2 separate regions of the Zea mays genome follow, and region 2 is linked to region 1. The links are chromatin contacts, called in public Hi-C maps. All regions are on one chromosome and are shown on one strand. Each heading gives the region's core, a stretch centred on a gene start, on an enhancer-like site or on the middle of the called end of the contact. The rest is flanking DNA. Distances are from core to core; before and after follow the strand shown. Region 1 holds the start of LOC103634786. Region 2 holds the start of LOC107546754.

Region 1 (4,906 bases), core at 46-2,545:
GCTCCGGTGGTACGGCGACGACGACCGGAGCAGCAGGGGCACTCCGCTGTTCCGGTTCCAGGACGACCGTCGTCGTCGGGGCATGCTGGACGGCGACGATGCCCTTGGCCTCTTCCTCTTCCTGCGCTCGCTGCATACGCTCCGCATCGATGCTGCTGGGGCTGGGGCTCTCGGTGCGCGGCGAGATGCGGGCAGATTCCTCCGCGGGAAAGGTGCTCGTGCTCTCCACCTGCTGCAAGCAACGTGTAGAAGCGGCAGCGTACAGGTGGTGATCCTTTCCTTCGTCGCCAAGCATCAGCAGGGCAGCGCTGTCCTCGAACACGGCCTCGTCGAACCAGAACAGCGCGTCCGGTTGCTGCCCTTCGACGGTATCCGCGGCGGCGTACTCTTCGTCATCGGTGGCCGTGGCTTCCGCGCGGCGGCGGCGGTGGTCGCAGCGGCGGCCATCATACCAACCACTACTGTGCACGCGGACGCGGCCATACACACAGAAACAAGGCAAAGTGTGAGCGTGGCGACTGGCGACCACACGTACGTACGGTACGCATGCATGTCGAAGATCTGTGAAGAGTGGCACGCGGTAGTGCGTGCATGCAGATGCAGGTGCTGCAGCCAGAGGCCAGAGCCAGTTTACCTTGCCCGGTCCTCGGCGGCGGCCCTGCGGTGGTGCAGGCGGGCGAAGAGCTTGGCGAGGAGGACGAGCAGGAGGTAGCCGACGAGCAGGAGGAGGTTGAGCGACGCGAGGGCGCGGAAGAGGAGCGGCGGCGGCGCCGGCGGCATCACTGCGTCATCTGCAGACTCCACGCCGGCCGGGGCGGTAGCGGCACCGAGCCGCTGCAGGTGCAGGGCGCCGGCGCCGACGCCGAAGCCATGAGGAGAAGCCTGCGCGCCAAGCACTTGCTGCAGCACCGCCACGCGGGAACACCAGCTGCTGCCGCTCGCATTGCGCATGCGCATCTACCGAGCACCGAGACCGAGAGAGTGTGGTTCTTCTCGACTCTCGAGGAGAGGCGCCCTGTCAGAGAGGAAGCTCCCTGGTTCTTGTGGCTGGACGAAGAGACGGACCGGTCGATCGAACCGCCGATGATGGTGCACCCCCAGACAGACACGGCGACCAGACCAGCCGCGCCGCCTGCTTTGTTCGTTCGAGAGAAAGTGGCTAGCAAATGGTTTGCGGAGGGAGACACACACAAAGCTTATAAGGGCTTCCGTAAACTAAAGCCTGAGGATGGCGTGGCGCATGCATGGGGCCCAACAACGTGATATAAAGGCGAGAAAATGACGTGAGGAAAGCTAGCCCGGAAGCAAGCGATCTTCTTAGTACAAATCGAGATCGGTGAACTATATTTTTTTTGGGTTTGGGGGGAGGGGGGGTCAGAAACGGCCGGTAAACTGTTTTGGTGAGAGCCCAGCAGACAGGCCCTGCATGAAGTGACTTGCGTTATGAGGTAAGCCCATATGCGATATGCCGATATGCGTTTCATCAGGTGGGGTTTTGGTATAATGTGATCATGATCGATATCTGTGCGCGCACTTTGTTGATTATTACCAGCATCATCTTCTTCTTCTTTCCTATATGTACGTACGTGTATAACCTGTTCTTGATGCCAAGCAAATACGAATCAACATCAAGGTGATTATTTGCACCATTACTAAAAAATTTATTTTAGCAGACAAGAAAACCTAGCTTCTGATCGATCAATAAAAACGGACACATTTAGAGACCATCTTCGTAAATGGTGAGATAGCCTCCAAGCAAATATCCGCTTTTGAGGAACATTATTTACGCATACAGAGACGTTCTAAAACGGCAACGGCCTAACAAAGACGACCACCCTTAATTAGAACGTCCGTCTCTATAAATCGATTTTCAGAGGTGAGCATTCTTAAAATGTTCAACTTTGAAAAGAGTTATTAACCAAGGCGGGTATTCTAATCATATGCATATATCTAAAAAAAATAACTAAAAGAGGCAGACATCACAATATATATGTCTTTCTTTTGAAATAGATGTATCAGAAAAAATTTATAATTTTCTCATATGAAATCAAATAAAAAATTGTATCAAAATTATATCTTCCGATGATATCTAAAACTTTATAGTTGCTAGGTTTTTTTTATTTAAACTACTTAGAGTCTCAGAATATCATTTTAGTTCCACGGGTTATAAAATTTTAAAAATCCAAACAACATCACATGTTAGCATGATCTATATCAGGTTATAGTTCTCAATACAATGTACAACTTTGTAGTATAAAAGTTCTTTTTACTTGAAGTTATTTAGAGTTGTAATATATGTTCTAAACTTATAAATTTTTAATTCACGATTTAGAATTTGTAGATGACTTTGAATGCTCACATAGTGAATACCAGAGTTAGTTGTAGTGGCTCACCTCGATAAGTTTTTGAATTAAAGGCCTTTAGTGTCTCAAATATTTTTCAAAGTCACATATTTAGATATTTTTCAAATTTATTCATGTAGATACACATTCTATACCAATGCTTGACAAAACTTAAAACTTTATTGTTAATTTTTCAAGCATTTGAGTTCCTATAGTATCCAAAATATCCAATATAAGATTACAAAATATTTATAAAAAATAGAATCAAATATATGCTCACAGTTGAGTGTATGGTGTAGTGGTAAGGAGTTGTTATTGCTAAGTAATAGGTTAGTTGTCTTCCAGAGACCATCATGCCAACCACCTCTACAAAAGATGATGAATAGTAACCATTGGTTAGATATAGATGACTTGCTTGTTTCTATAAATAAAAGATCATCTCTAAAAATCATTTTTGTACTAATAAAGATAAAGTAACACCTAACAAGTTTAAGGCGATGACATGGCACAAGGCAAGGTCCTCTTAGGGTTGTACTAATGATATATATAAATGTATAGGGGAATGATTTATATGGTGGGTAATAACACTGTCGATACTGGGGTCACATCTCAAAGTCTATACATGGAAGTTAACAATACTGCTGTTGGGGGCCTTCGTCCTCCGAAGGTCCTTAAAAAACGTAATTTAATAATGTCTTCCAAGTATGGTTTATGAGCAGGTACCTTCAGATTCATGATAAAAGCATGCATGATGAGAAGAGCATGATCGTGACGAAGGTTGTCGTTGCTCCGAAGCTGCGCGCAAGGGAGCTTCGGCTCATTCGTGGGAAAAGGAACCGACTTAAAGGAGAAAAGGCTATTTAGTCCTCATAGATTTGTTTATAAGTCAATAATAAATGTAAAGGGCATGAATATAATTTCTTACAGGCTGCGTCCTGTGCCTATAAATACATGAACAGTACCCCCGTACTGTTCACGCTGACCGGTATTTGCTCGTGCGTCATTCTTGTACTTTTATCTTCTGTCAAGCCGAAGGTACCTTTGTAATTCTATATCATTCCCATTTCTCTATAATAATAAAGTGGGAATGAATTGATTATGTCATATAATTGTTCATGTTATCTCTTATAATTTCATATGTTTCCCCTTTTATTAACATATGTTGTGATAATGAAGGTATGTCCTTCATGACCTTCGTCTGAAGATCATTATATCCTAAAGAAAATAATGTTTCAAAAGACGAAGGGCAATAACATTTAATATCTCTGTGTTGCCTTGTTCTTGACTCATAGCATTTGAGAACAAGTCCCCAACAACTACCAAAATTATGGGGCAAAATCTAAAGCCCAACAGAATCAAAGGCGCATAATGACCCTTTCCTACTATATATAACATTATGTCCTTAACATATATAACGTTATATATCTAACATCTCCTCAATCTAAACTGTATGAAATTAAGTTCAGATTGTGTAAAGGAGCGTCGACGACGGACAGATCATGTTTCTTTGATATAATAAGTTTCGCATAAATTCACACCATGTGCGCCTTTGTGGATGAGGCAAATTTCTTCTAGAGGGAGTCCTAGACCTCCTTAGAAGACGTGTCACAAGCAATCTCATAAAGGGATTCCTTGTTCATTGATGAGAAAAGGCCACTCAACTGTTGTTGCTCTTTGTAGTCCTGTTTTCTTCGTTTCGTTATGTTTCTTTGTTGGACCTTCTTTCATCTTATGTCTTGGACTCTTTCTTGATCTTTACAAGTCTTCAATAAGCCATCTAATGTCTTTCTTCGATATGTTGATCTTCTCGATCACCATGTTGCTTTCGTTCAAGTCCACACTACATCCTTTGACTATATCAATAAATACTAGCAAACATCGTTAGTCCAAAAGGTCATGTTGATCATCACTAAAATTCTGTCATGGAACACTTCAAATGCATTGCATTATGATATGATATATTGATCACTGGCACCTAGAATTCAAATTCCTTATAGAAGCCAACACTTCCATGCTTTCGCTAAACCCTAGCCGCCACGTTCTAAAAGGGATCCAAACTCCTTTCTAGCGCCCTAGTGACTAGAAATTGCCCAATCTCTCCATGGATCCTATAGATCTTAATGGTTCTACACCACTGGCCACTGAAGCTTCATTCTAAGGTCCAAACGTGTAGGGTGGAGGAGAGATGAGTCAGGACAGATGCGCTAAACTTCCAAAGCCATATACGACCTCGACTGCCATCGTGACTGTTCTCTGCCTCTGTACTATAGGTATGGCTCTCTATACTCTCTCTCTCTCCCTCCTCATCTTCCCCACTAACGTATAAGTCATAAATCTATAACCTATTAAAAAGTATTGAGATGGGTTTAGAGAAGAATCAACTAGTTCTTAGAATCATGAACAACTAGACCTCTTACCATCATCAACCACATTAGTAGAATTTATCCATCAACAAAGAAGTTAAGGATCAAGATGGCACTACAATGGGCACTAGGATGGTAAGAAGGGTTGGTTATACGGTCAACTAGAGTCAAAGCCCTGCTCCAAGTTGATGTGGCTAGGGG
Region 2 (4,342 bases), core at 1,691-4,190, 170 kb after region 1:
CGGTGATGGCGCCCGTGCCGTGCGAGACGCGGGCACAGGCGCACAGCTCCTCCTCCTCCTCCTTCGGCCCATACCGCCACAGTACACGCGTGATCATGGTCAGGGAGAAGGATACTACTAGTAGACAACTGGGATTAAAGACCATAACGAGATGGGAGTAGTAGTGTCCTAGGATTAACCAAAATAGGTATCACCATTCACCAACCTGTGCCCAACTGAAAACTTCCTGGACGATATTTTCGCTATAGACGACAAACAAGGACAGGACTCGGATATTCAATAAATAATGCTTCCAATGTCCCAACCTTATGTGCAAAAAATACGTTAAAACTCATAATAAACTGTATCCATATTTATACTCCTATCTAAATATGCCTGTTATAGAAGCATACTAGAACATAGGGTTTATATTTATTTATATATAACTAGTAAAACATAAAAAAAAATCGTATGTTAAAAAAAAGAATATGTACAACCGTTACTAAAACTAGGGATGCAAGGTATATTATTTGTCCGTATTCGAATTTGATCTATCAAAAGGGGCTAAGTGTCCGTGTTTCGAACTTATCTCTGGCAAATAAATTTGTGTGTGCGTTCCGAGCTCAAGACCTGTGTGTGTGGTGGGCGCAAGATTTATATTGGTTCGGTCAGAACGTCTCTGCATCCAGTATTCGAGGCTTGCGCTACCGGCACCATTGCTGATCGATGCTCGTAGTAGGGGTTACAAGCGAGCGAGAGAGAGGGATGAGAGGCTCCCAAATCTCTTGTGGTGGAGGGAGGTGGAACTAAGGGCTACAGAGTGGCGGCGGGGCTCCCGCCTTTGGATCCTCGTCTGTGCGTCCTCCTTCCTCCCGTCCGTCCGTCCGTCGTTTTTGCGTCTGGTTGTCCGTCTCCTTGGGCCTCCCCTCGTATGGGAACTGACCTCCTCCTTCAGTAGGAAAGGAGGGGTCGGCTAGTGGTGGCTTCTTAAAGAAGGAGTCATCGAGCATTCTACCCTGGTGAAGCCGTATGTGCCCGTGGGCCTTGAGGTCGCCTGGTCGTCTTATATTCTATATAGCTGACGACATAGATAGCATGAGACTCAAGCACCATCATTTGAGCTACGCGGACCCCTGGCCTTCATAACTTGGAGCTCGACGTGGCTTGTCGTGTTGTGCCTTACAGGTAGTATGTGTACTCAGGCCTAGTCCGGATAGGCTATGAGTGTGTCGCAGACTAGGAGGCACGAGGGCCAAAAATGCGTCGCAGACCGAGGAGGTTGTAGGTTATGAGTGCGCTGCAGCTCGAGAGGCTCGTAGGCTAGGAGTGTGAGGCGAATCGGCGCCTCTGCCGTGGCTCAGAGAGGCGTAGTTAATGTGATCGATCACTTATGGCGGATTAGTCTGGAGCCGGACGTGGAATCCACTTGAGTGGTTTCCCTTCGGTACGCCTGACCCCCTTGTCTAGTTTCGTCATGCCTGACCCCAGGCTCAATGCCGCATACAGAGGCGGTTTCCTTCAACGGTGTAGACATCTTCTTTCTCCTCCAGCTGACCAACGGACCGCAATAGGCACATACCTTTTCACAACGTGTTCGTTGAAAGATATGCCCCATGGAACGGAGATCTTATCACCGACATTAAAAGCTTGTTTGGGAGTATTGGTAATAGGGAGGATCGATAAGGTCTCTACCTATAAACCAAACAGATCGATCTGTATCCGATTTGGTCTATTCAGGATCCAAAAATTATATATTTAAATTTTGGGAATCGATAAGGTCCAAAAGTTTCTTCAAAATAATCTAGAAACCTTAATTATGTGGTGTTTGTTTAGGACTATAATGTGTACTCGTTGTGTTTGTTTAAGACTATAATATGTACTCGTTGTATAATCTAACTTATTTTAAATTTAATGTTAGTTCAAAATAAATTATATTATATAATCTAGATAGATTATAATCTTAAACAAACGCCGCTAATTTAATTCTAGTTTAAAAATGAAATGTATAGCCGCAGAATATGCAAATTCCACTCCCAATATCTGGGCAGTTGCATATTCCACCAAGAAACCCGACATGAACATTTCGACCTCCAACGTGTTGATCACATGCCCAGCTTGGGTGAACTGCGAATTGCAATCCCGTAGCACACAATGCCTGCCTAAAATGTCAAATCAACACACGAGTTTTGGTGCTGACGTGCTCGGATGGAAATTGCCGCCGTTGTTCAGGCACAGAACCAAGCACGTCTGCCCGGCCCGGGAGACAGAGACAGTGTGCGCGATCAATGGAGTTGGACCAACGCCGACATGCACACACCATCGCATCTACCAGTCGACTAGCTACCTCGCCTACTACACATCCTCCCGCGCGCTCTTGTACCAAGACACTACCGTCGGCAGAGAGCAAGAACAGCGCAACAGAAAAGCACCGCCACCGGCTCGGTTCACCAGATGCTCCAAATGTCGTGGTCGAACGCAGCCGCCTCGGCCTCGGCCTCGCAGGAGCGGGCGCCGGCGCCGGCGCACCGGAAGTCCTCCTCCACGAAGGGGAACCAGCCGAGCAGCTTGTCCTCGTCGACGCCCCACGTCCACCAGGCCGCCGCCGCGCTCAGCCCGGCGTCGAGGTCCCAGCAGTCCACGGCGCGCGCGTCCGGCACGGCCGGCGCCGTCTCCGGCCCGGGCGAAGAAGGCGCGGCATTTGCCGCGGCGGGCCTCGCCCTGGCGCCTGCCTTGGGCTGCCTCGGCTGCTTGGCCCGGCGCTGCTGCGGCTTGGGGTTTGGGTTTGGGTTGGCCGCGGCGGCGGCGGAGGGGTCCTGCGGCTCCTCCGCCTTGGACTGCTGCGCTCTGGTTCGCTTCATGGCTGGCTGGGGCTGGGCTGCCTGGCGGTGTTTTGCCCCGGCCTCCGAGGCGGGCGGGGACGGGGTAGGGTCCGTGCGTGTGATGAGAGTGTGTCGTGGCCTCGTGCGGTGTGATGAGTGGAGCTCCGAGGCGTTTGGGCGCGCGGCCTTTTGTAGGAGTGGAAGGCGGGGGGTGGGTTCGCGACAGGCTTGGGCTCCGCAGGAGCAGGAGCGGAGCGCGGCGCGTCAAGTGCGCGCGGCCTGGTGAGTTCTGAGGTGTGTGACTCGTGACCTGCCCCAGTGGTCGAGGCCAGGCCAGCGGCCGCAGTCGCCTGCGCGGCCGGCCGGTCGGCGCGACCAGTTTCATTTCACGTGCAGCGCACCTAGGCTTGGCCGACGGGGCGAGTCGCGGAACGTGATGGAAACTGGTGTGGATGGACGTGACTGCTAAAACTGGTTGTCACGCATCGCTGTCGTCGCGGAGTAAAGTTTAACGGCAGATTTTTTTTCCCCTAGTACATTATGTACGAGGCACCTCACGTTCCATTTTCTTGCGCCGCGCGCGCCATTTATTTGCAAGAGCGACCGCCGTGTCGCCTCCATGGCCACCAGTGGCCGGGCGGAATCCGGCGCGTCTCGTTTCCACGGCGCAGCAGCAGCTTCTGATGGCAGCACGTCACGTTCGGGTAGCTCACGGGCCGAGCGTGGAACATGGGGCCGCGCGTGCTCCTGCCTGCGATCACGTGGAAACGCCGGCGGCTTGGGGAAGGTGGGCGTGTGGGATCGCACGCCGACATCGTGAACCGCTCGTTAACAAGTATACGTACGTACTAGAAGTCTAGAAGAAGCGCGCCGGCTCGTAAACAAGGTCGGCTCAGGATAAGATACTACGTGGGAGCATCGGAGGCTGGAGCTGTAATCCCAGCACGTGTGACGGTGTGAGCTGAGCACGTACTCAATGGCTGCATGCAAGTGTCTCAGCACATGGAGTACGATACGAGTGAAGAATGTTACAAAATAACATATTACAAAGTTATATGTGATATAGTGACCAATTCAAGGGGCTCGACGAACACATCCCCAAGGAATACATCCCTTGGGGATGACCCCTGTCACATGTATATAAGGACTACTCTCTCTGCAATAAACAACAGTTCTGTCATTTGTCTCTCTCTCAGTCTCTTTACCACTGAGTATACTTCAACACGTTATCAGCACGTGCTTGTCGGGGACCATAATTAGGGGTACCCCCAAGACTCCTAAATCTCAGCTGGTAACCCCCATCAGCACTAAGCTGCAAAGGCCTGATGGGTGCGATTAAGCCAAGGCTCGGTCCACTCAAGGGACACGACCTCGCCTCGCCCGAGCCCAGCCTCGGGCAAAGGCAGCCGACCCCGGAAGGTTCACGTCTCGCCCGAGGCCCAGTCTTCGCCAAGAAGCAACCTTGGCCAGATCGCCACACCGACCGACCAAATCGCAGGAGCATTTAATGCAAGGATGACCTCACATCCTATCCTGTCATGCGC

Evidence for each region. Hi-C and Micro-C count contacts between places; a contact is called where the count stands out from the background.
Region 2: a Hi-C map of leaf shows a contact between it and region 1, with 4 times the contacts expected there. The contact joins the promoter of LOC107546754 here to the promoter of LOC103634786 in region 1. A contact is called at or near these places in 2 of 25 Hi-C or Micro-C datasets (endosperm and leaf).

What each region holds. Positions count from the first base shown.
Region 1 is chr8:12,087,193-12,092,098 of Zm-B73-REFERENCE-NAM-5.0, forward strand. It overlaps LOC103634786, which reads right to left and starts at 1,296. Exons shown (of 6, transcript XM_008657379.4): 1 at 635-1,296; 2 at 1-461. The coding sequence starts at 957.
Region 2 is chr8:12,258,912-12,263,253 of Zm-B73-REFERENCE-NAM-5.0, forward strand. LOC107546754 reads right to left here and starts at 2,941. Exons shown (of 1, transcript NM_001322459.1): 1 at 2,095-2,941. The coding sequence starts at 2,837. The coding sequence ends at 2,424.